Regions from separate parts of the Drosophila melanogaster genome. Here region 2 is linked to region 1. The links are chromatin contacts, called in public Hi-C maps. All regions are on one chromosome and are shown on one strand. The core of a region is the stretch at or near the end of the contact, and the rest is flanking DNA. Distances in the headings are between cores, read along the strand shown.

Evidence for each region. A called contact is a pair of places that touch in the nucleus more often than the background predicts.
Region 2: a contact with region 1 is called in a Hi-C map of the Kc167 cell line, with 1.7 times the contacts expected there. The contact joins the promoter of Gclc here to the promoter of CG14434 in region 1. A contact is called at or near these places in 1 of 107 Hi-C or Micro-C datasets (the Kc167 cell line) and 1 of 6 datasets of contacts at active chromatin or transcription factors (the Kc167 cell line).

What each region holds. Positions count from the first base shown.
Region 1 is chrX:6,864,441-6,869,404 of dm6, reverse strand. It overlaps CG14434, which reads left to right and starts at 2,211. Exons shown (of 3, transcript NM_001298040.1): 1 at 2,211-2,603; 2 at 4,424-4,503. It overlaps CG43736, which reads right to left and starts at 1,178. Exons shown (of 5, transcript NM_001298043.1): 1 at 625-1,178; 2 at 1-144. The coding sequence starts at 15.
Region 2 is chrX:8,113,523-8,118,486 of dm6, reverse strand. It overlaps Gclc (Glutamate-cysteine ligase catalytic subunit), which reads left to right and starts at 2,340. Exons shown (of 5, transcript NM_001298072.1): 1 at 2,340-3,070. CG1575 reads right to left here and starts at 1,475. Exons shown (of 1, transcript NM_132212.3): 1 at 1-1,475. The coding sequence starts at 1,363.

The DNA.
Region 1 (4,964 bases), core at 962-3,461:
ATCCTCGCTGGCCATCGCTCCTCCGCACACTCTCGCTCTTTTGCTCTAGAATGCTGTCTTGCTCGCGCTCTATGTAATCTTGCGTTATCGTACTTTTCCAGACTTTTCGATATCCACACTTTTGGTTTGGTTTTATATTAGGAGCTGTATTGAAAAATTTACTTGTTAGGATGACAGTTCGATTGGTACTGCCAGCATTTCAATTTGATATGTTATTTGTGTATGTATTTATATATATGCTCATATATGTCAATATATATTTAACAAAGACTGCATTATGTCTTACTGATTTTTTTAATTATTCACACATCAAAATGAAATTCTTTTGGCAAGTGTATTTGTTATTTAAACAGAACTATAAAAGAAATAAACAGCCGGCTTGTTCGATCCTTCTCTTTCTGGCACACAAACGGTCACACTGACCGGCTGTCTCACACACACACACACACACACACACACGTGATAATTTTTTTAGATGTTTTCCTTTGCAAGTGTGCGTGTGTTAATGCGCGCACTTATTTTTGTTGTTTTTCGAGCTCATTTCAACATTTTGCACACAATGCTATTGCTGTTGTTGTTTTTGGCATATAAATTATACATTATGTATGCATGTGGTACACTTACACAAACAAACGCTAACTGCATTTTGGCAGTGTGGCAAAAAAAAAAACAAAACTATTTAATGCATTTGTTGTTATATTTAGTTGCTGCTTTCTCTCTCCTCGTTTGCTTTTGGTTTATTAAATTCCTTTTTGTTGTTTTTGCGACGACGCTCGTGGTGAAAAAAAAAAACAATTTGTTTGGTTCTCTTTTCTTTTGATATTCGCACTTTTTCGCTAGTTTGCTTTAGCGCTTGTTCCGCATTCGACGCCGACGCACGTCCGCCCGTCTTCGCAATACACAAACGAGTGTGATCGTTGTTACGAAAATTATTTCAACGAAGTCAACTGAAAAATGTGTACGGCACACACACAAACCTACAGCCGTGCGCTCACCCACACTGGCGCAGCGCGCCGGCAGCGACGCCTACTGCGGCAGCGGATGCAGAGCGCAAAAGAAAAACGGAAAACACGAAAGAGAAAAAAACAAACACCCGTAGCGCAGTCGGCGTCGCTGCAACGCTGCCACGAACATTTTGCCGAATTGTTGTTGCTGCTGTCCGTCTCCCTTTTGCGCCCCCACCCCCCTTCTTATGCATTTTCCTACTCTGCCATCGCTCTCTCTCACCCTATTCGGCTAGCCCCCTCCTCGACGAACGCCTGCTCTCTCTCTCTCCTTCCGCTCATCGACTAGCTCTAAGCTGCGACGCCGACGTCAACGTAGCTGCAGAGTTACAACCCACAGTGGTTAAGACATAAGCAACTTATGGAAATTAATTAAGGGATCTTAGCCAATTCAGTATGAAAGTAAAATTTTATAAAATAATACGAATTTATGGGATTACAAGTTTACCATTTGTTGAATATTTAACCTCACAATTAAGTTCTTTAAATACTCTACACATATGTATCTCGAATTTGAACTTTTTATTGTTAAACTTTCTCTCAAATTCGCATTATTTTTTAGTAACACCATCTGGGAATCAAGCAGATCAAAAAAGGCAAGCTTCTTTGTGGCTTACTCATATAAATGGTGTAAAAAATAATGCAAACTAGCTAAATTTACTTTAAAATTAGTGTTTCCTTGTTACATGTTTACTCTTTACATACAGTTGTACAAATTTATTTGTATATATTATTTCTCTATAAGAATATAATAATGCCATTTTCCCCTGGCATTTGAACCACGGTACAAGGAAAGCTTAAGCTATGCTATATACAAGACCCACACACACTGACACATGTTCACAGAGAGCTGGCTGGGTCACAGTATTGGTATTGGTTTTGGTATTGGTGGTGTGATGATGATGTTGTTGCTTTTGTGCGGGAGTGGGTGGGTGGGTGCTCTTTGTGGGCGAAGGCGTGGCGGGGCGGCTCTATTTTTGGCAAGCACCAAAAGCAAAAGCAAAGGCCCCTGCTTAGCATTCGATGGCCACCTCTCCTCGCTCTAGCCCTCTCCCTTTCCCACATGCCATCACTCTCCCCGTCCCTTTCGCACCGTCGAATGCAAGAAGTTTTCGGTATTCGCGCGCTCTGCGGCTTTCAAGACAGGCCCCGTTCCAGAAGGCAGAGAAAACCGGGAACGACCGAGCACGAACACGAACAAACGAATACACGAGTTCACGAACGGGCGCAGCTCCAAAAGGTCGCCCCGACTCTAAACATTTACCAAAAAAAAAAATTTAATTAGCCAGGTCCAAGAGTCCAAGTCAAATTCCATTGTGCCGCCATCATACGGGGCTAAAAAGTTAACTGCCAGTTAATAACGAGTCCCGCGAAGTACAGTCAGATCAAAACAGGTGTTATTTGGTCCCGAAAACTAAACGTACAGTTGCGCCAAAACACATTGTGATATGTATTTTACTTAATGCAATGTCCACTTCAATTTATTTAGAACCAACTGTAGCCTATTAAAGGTTCTACTTGTTTTCATTCAATCATATGCTTATGTGTGTAATAGGATTACACAATATAAACCGAAACGCAATTTATATATGAATGTACGTAAGTACACCAATCAGTTTTTAGGGTATTCAAAAGCCGAGTGTCAATGGAAGGCACTGCAGTTTATTGGTATCTCTCGGCTTTGGTTTCAGGTGTCTCCCGGGCTTTTTAGTTTGTACGGTACGAGACTCTCCAGTGCGTGGCTTTCTTTAATTCTTTCGTTCTACGGGCTCCCTGTTTCGTGGCATCTCTCTTGATTTTGAGTGGGGGTTTTGATTTTTGGTGTTTTGCTTTGCTAATTAGTCAGCTGTGCGTGAGTGTGTTTGGGTATTTCTTGTACTTTGTGTGGAAGATGTTTTTTGTTTTTTTTTTCTCTACGGCCATGTAAACCCCCTTCTAATAGTGCGGTATTCGTATTTAGTCATATGCTTAACTATGTACATAGATATATATGTATATACATATACATACATAAATCTATATGTACGAGGCTATGTGCAACGGTTAAAGTGTGCGAAATGTGCATCTGTAGTGGTGGGCATACGCATTCGACATCGTCAGTCGCCATCGATGCGAACGAAGAGTGTACGAGAGTGAGAGAGAGAGGGTGTAAGTGCGAGGGGTTGGGTAAGGGGAGAAAGAGGGAGACAGCGTGAGAAGCGAGCGTTACGAAAGGCCCCGTTTCGTGCGCGCTTTGCTATGTAAACACGACTAAACATGTGCCTGCATGTGTGCGTCTGTCTGCATGTATGAATCTAGGCGTACACATGTATGTATGTTTGCATGCGTGGATGTAGACCGTTCGTTTAACCATCAATGGGAAATATTGGATTGGGCGTTGGGTGGCTCAAAACGGGGGATTGGGGCGGTAGGCGGATGGTCGGCTCTGCCGTTTGCTATGATTTTGGCAAGCTTCACGATTGCGCAGGGAACAGAAAACCGATATTTGCTGCACAAAGAAGTAGAACTAGGAGGGCTTACCGAGCTTGATGATGTTTGTACATATATATGTACATATGTATGTATGTATATACATATGTATGGTGGCAATATACAAAAATACAAACGAACAAGAGATCTTACCGCTTAGAAACGGTTAAATTTTGCCAAAATTACGTTAGTAATATTGTTAATACTGCTGGATGTGTAAACACTTTTTAAACAGTCTTGGCTTTGACAGCGACTAATGGCTATTTACAATTTTTGTGCGAGTTGCTTCAGGAATTTTCTCTAACATTTTCTTGTAAATGCATTTGTGCCACCAAACGTTAATGGGGAAAGTCGTTCTACCATCTACATAGTTTCTTAACACAAACTTAAAATTATGCAGATTTGCTGCGTATCTCTTTGCCTCTATAAAATTACCCCACTCACTGCTCCTTTCATTGGGGACTCTGGCCAATCAATGGGGACCGGACATCCGTTCGACCTCGGCTCCCCCCAAGCGCGCAACGCCCACCACCCGCAGTACTTTCCACCGCAATCTTCCCACTCACATCACTTTTTTTCTGCCCTGCTTTCCTCTCCTCTTCTCCTTCTCCGCTGCACTTTGCTTTCTGCTTTCGGCTAATGCGCCCGCAGCACCTGAGAGCGTTACAGAGTGTTGGTGTGCCGGTGTTAATGTGAGCGTGTGCCCAACCCCCCCAAACCATCGCATTGCACCCACTTCTTTCAACACCCACCGCCCCATTGCCACCTTTAACCCTCTGTGTGTCAATTACCAAACGCTCTAAGTGAGTACTTTTTAGGTGGAAAACAAACATTCGAGTTGAAATGCTTGCGGTTATTTCTCTTCGGTTATCTTTTTGGAAGATACACTTTAAATGCGCTTGAACTTATGTCAGTATATGCATAGAAATTTGTGTTTTTCATGATTTCAGATTTTGAAATACGAACGCATAGGATTGGACAGTAATGCGGATGTTAAACTATTATGCTCCACTATTGGGGGATATTCCATGTAAGTCTAGGCTATTGCCACAAAGGATAGTACCATGCGGAACAGGTGTTTCCTCAGCTTTATTTTAAAGGAATTCTACAAACAGTTCAAGTATGCAATTTCCAGTTAAAACTCAATTTGCACGTTTTGTATATTTTTTAAATGTTTATCGCTAAATTCGCTCGGGTAAATAGTGGGTTAAGCCTATGTGGCTTTAACGCAACTTTACACCATCAAGTTTTTGCGGTTGGTTTTGTGTTGTTTTACCCCGTTCTGCTTCCCGCTTTCATTATCAGTATCCGCATCTTTTGCTTATCATTTTGGGGTTCACTTGCTAGATTCTTGTTGTTTTAGCTGCAGTTGCAGTTGCAATTCACGAGCATACAAAAGAGGCTCAAAAAAAAAGATGAAAAGTGCTTACCAAGTTTGCACACAAAGCACATGCATACATACATATACATACAAATGTATGTATATGCATA
Region 2 (4,964 bases), core at 1,091-3,590, 1.2 Mb before region 1:
GTGAAGCCACCAGTGAGAGCTGCTGCTCCGGCGAAAGCGAATTAAGGCGTTTCAAAGTCTCGTGCATGTACTCAATTAAATGCGCAAACATTTGAGTCTGTCTCTCGACGGGAGTCGGAAAGAACTTACAGGCCAGCTGGACAATACCCAGGTTTTGTGGCATACAAAGTTCTCCGCCATCTACGGCTCCCTTGTCCTTGGATGAATTCTTGGTTGCCAGCGGTATCTGTTGATAGGGAAAACGACTGCCGTCCTTGTCCAAAAAGTTGAGCAGGAACTTCTGGGCATAGTTTTTCCTCAGCCAATCGCTTAGCTCCGTGGTATTGTGCTCCGCCTCATGCTGCTCAATTAGATTCCAGAGCAGACTCATTAGACCAATCACCACATGCAGACTGGCCGCCGCATCTTGGTTGAGCAGAGGTTGTTGCTGCTGCGGCCGCACCTCCATCCAGTTGTCCTGGAGTAGTGGTAACAGTTGCTCCACATACGTATGCAGTTGAGTGCCTTCCGCCGTTAGCTTGGATTCATTGAGGATGGCATGCAGATTGCGATTGTCATGGCGCACGGGACACAGCACATTGTAATATTGCGGACGCATCTCCTCGAAGTGAACCACACGGGCAGCGGCTGACTTTGGCGTCTTCGAGGTGACTAGCGTGCTGAGGATCTGCTGCAGACGGATAAGCACCTTGGTGCGCCACTTCACAGTCGTCTGCTTGCCCTGACTCAGGTTCAATGTCAACGTTCGATTCGAACGCTCGTTGTCGTGGCGGGCGCGGGAGATCATGTCGATGAAGTTGCCAATTATGGTGCTGGCACTCCGCTCGGCCAAGAAAGCCGGTGGTACGCGCAACAGTAGGACGTCGAGCATGAGCAGCGAGTCCTCCTGGATGGCGGGCAGCACGTGAGTCATGGCGCAACGCAAATAGGTGGCTATGACATGGAAGAAGGGCGCCACTGCTTGTGGCTGCAGTGCCTCTAGCAGAACATCAAGGGTCTTGAATGATTCCTTTCGCGCCGACCCCTCCATGTCCAAAGCTCCGGCCGCAATTCCTTGGAACAGCTCGTTCAGATGACCAATTAAATGGTCCGCATTGCCGGACTTCAGGGAGTCGCGCACATTGCGCTGTGCATCAGTGCGGAACTTGACACTATGATGCTTCAGACGGGACAGTGTCTCCTTGAGATTGAACTGTCGCTGGCCCGTTTCCGAGTAGGAGGACTCCTTCAGCTGCTCCCGAATCTCAATTTTGCGCACCTTGAAGTCCGTCTTGGTCACGTTCAGGCCCTTGGGCAGCTTGGCGCCCTTCAGCTTCACTTTGGCCTTCTCCGCACGCAGGTTCTTCTTGTGGTGGCCGCCCATTTTTCCAGCTCTGCAGAATATCGGAGGTGGATTTGCAAATTAAAAACAATCAAAACATGTGCGCTCCAAACTCAACTGGTGGTGGACAGTGTGACCAAGTAAATATGAAAGGCACAGTATCTACCAGATATACTTAAAAAATCTTTTTAAGATAACTTAAAAAATAAGAAAGCTTTTTACTTCGCATTTATGTCAAATGTAAATTTAAATTTAAAATGTAAATCACAGTGATTGTTTCATGTTAACTCATCTGATTTTGTCCTGATTTAATGATAATTTTTTCAGAAAAGCATAAAATATATCATTGCAATATATCTATTTTATACGTAAAGAATTAGAAACAATCCTTAAAAAGTATATTTTTTTTTGAGACAGTACATTACTCCTAACTATCACTAAGATTAATATCCTTGCATAATCTTGTTGTCTACCAACATATATTACAATTTCATAAATCTAAGGAAATTTAAATAAATTTGTCTTAAATCTCTTTTAAGTTGTTTAATATAGAGCTATAAGAATATGGAAAAATTAATCTTCAAAACTCAAAAGCTTTTTAGGATAAATTATGTGACATTGCAAGTTGTGGTGAAATCACAAACTGCAGAATGTTCTAGATTACTAAATTAAATAGGTGGAGTAATAAACTTTTAAAACTATAGAAAAGCGTGTTAAGTATATGTTTAAGATGGATTAGTTTTTAAACGAGAAGTCAATGTCTGGGAAAAATGTGAAAATAAATCAAGAATTTGCAATTGCAAAAATCTTAACAAAGTAATGTGTAGTATTAAATGAGAATTGTAAGGTCTTCATAACAAAGCCCAAATCTATTAGAAAACGAACACTTTACGCGTTAAATAATAAATAAATAATTGATTTAAGCAACACGTGCTGCCTGCCTATCGGACTGTCGCTATCGGTTGGCAAAATAACTTAACGCGTCGGCCAGTGGCTTTTCGGCATAACAGCAGCTGGGCACATTCAAAATTTGTATTTAAAGTGGAGCGTTTTATTGTTTTGGGCATTCGTTAGTGTTAATAACACTGTTTACGTCGACGGAGAATTTGGCGGCAAAGGAAACGCAATACCAAAGTCGCGTTTAAAGAAATTACAAATATACAAAATAAATACGGTAATTTCGAGTCGAATAATTATTGTGAAATACCCCCCCACACACACACACAAACACACTCTCACACCCACACACTCAGCACAATTCCAATTGGAAAGAACCTTTCCGGGCGGGGGAGCACGTTTCGCGTAAATTTCGCCCATGATTTTAGAGATTTCTTGATCTCTATTCCGGTGGCAGCCGCATTTCTATAATTAAAACCGAAGCTGAACCAGCAACAGCGAATAAAAATCCAATTTGAAAGAAAACCAGTCCGCATTATCTGTTTACATCCAAAGAGAGCAGCTGACGCCGCAGCTGTAAATTAGAGGGTGTGAAGTGAGGAAAACACGCGACCTGCTAACTGAATCATTTGTTATTTTTCTTTTTTTGTTCTTGTAATACTAATAATCGTGAATTCAATTTCGATAGAAACACACACACACCAACACACATCGCAACACCAAAAACATAATAAGGAAATAGTGAGAGCGCAAAAACAGCGGTAAATTCGGCAAATAACGTTACACAACCCACCAAAACTGCAGCGAGAGAGCGGCAGAGAGCGAAACAGAGTGACGAAGAACAAAAAGCAGGTCAGTGCACATTTTTAATAATGAAAATGGTAATCTATAGCAAATGCATAGTATGTTTGAATAGAGCAAATAAAGTTCTAATATCTCCATCGCGTTGTGTTCGTTGTTAGCTGTTGGTCTTGACAAATATAAAAAACTTACGAAAAAACGACCTGTGGCACATACCACTTGCAGTGGCGCATCCGCATTTATTTGAAGGGGGGGGGGGGACTTCTGTTGCGACATTTTTTGTAGCCTACTTTTTCAATAAAACTCGAATCCATATCGTCATTTGGTTTATTTTCTGTGAAAGTTTTCGCGTTTGTTATGGTAGTACATTGTATAACAATATTTATACACCCATTCCGATTGGACAAACGCAACAGCTGAGTGGACAGGAATCCAATAGCCGCACATTCTTATTGGAACGTCAGCGCGCGCGTGTACATTTGTTTTTTTTTTTGTGTTTTGTTTGCGCGTGTGTGCGTTTGCGACTTCCCTTATGCCGGCAATTTGTTGTTGGTGTTGGTGCTGTTGGTGTGTTTTTCTTTGCCCCGTGTTGATGTTTTTGCTTTTACTGGTATTTAATTTAACACCAGTGGCGAGTCGGGTTTTATAATGATTCCGCTCAAAGGGGGTCAAAGTGGCACGGCCTTGGGCTCCGCTGGGCCCACAATTGTGGTCAAGATATTAGGAGCATCGAAGTAAAAATATGTGTAAAAAATTATACTTTAAACTAGGCAATATTTTGTAAAGAGGAGTGTTTTTTAAATTTGCAAACTGAAATGAGTAATTGTGTAAATCCAAATACGTTTACAATGATTCATGTAGAACCGAAAGTGAACTTCCTAGAAAGCAAATCAAATTTCTCAATTAACTGATATGATTGCTATTTTTATGGGCCACGGTGTTAATAATTGTGTCTATAGGTACACTTTGTAAATGCGTAATTATTGGGGGGCCAACTATTTTTTGTTGCTTTTTTTATTGATTTTCTATGTTTGTGGCTTGTGGTAATTACCGGTCAATTCGATTTTAAGTATCCGCCGGACTTTGTTGTACTTTGTATTTGTACTTTCCGGTGTGTGTGTGTGGTTTTTGACAACCTTGACATTAGTTCATTTATATGTGCATGCGATTTACAGACCCTCATCTGATTTTTTTTTATACCATATACTACTATATATACTATATACCATATTTTCGGATGGTAAATTATCGACCTTGGGTGGAAACTTCTGGCATTCTATAATACTCTCCCATTTGGCATGACCAATCGAAAAATGTGTAGCTGCAATGGGTGCCCTCTAATCACCGATACGCCGATATAAAGCCGCGCAGTTTGTGCGATTGTGCCGAGTCACTGTTTGCCGGCGAAAGTGACGTCATGGAGCACGCGAGCGGATTGCTCATACGCTGCGTTTGACCGAGCTCTTATTGGGTATTCCTCTCCAGCCAGCAAATGGAGATCCCCGCCGAAAAACAAAAGAAATGGTGAATTGAAAATCGTTAGGATGTGGAAGTGTTTGCCGCAATTTCACCATAATATGCAAAGTTTTCGGCTGACGTCATTTCGGGATGGTGGGGATAAATGGGAAGGAGGAGAAACGAAAAAAAGGAGCGAAAGAGGGCGAGAGGTAATCGAAAAACAAAATATCATATCACTATACTTTCCTGATCTATCAGCATGAGAATGCAGAAATATCTCACGAATTATGAACGTGAATCACACAGCGGCGGCCACAGTGATGATTCGTTTTGAGGAACGCACGAAAACTATAAACTACTTGAACTATAAACTACTTAAACTATAAACATGCTGGCTGGCTATATAGTTTTGAATGGCCATAACTTTTGGGAAAGTAGCTAGATAAGAATCGAATTAAATGGTTGCTTAAATCTAAATAGTGTTCAT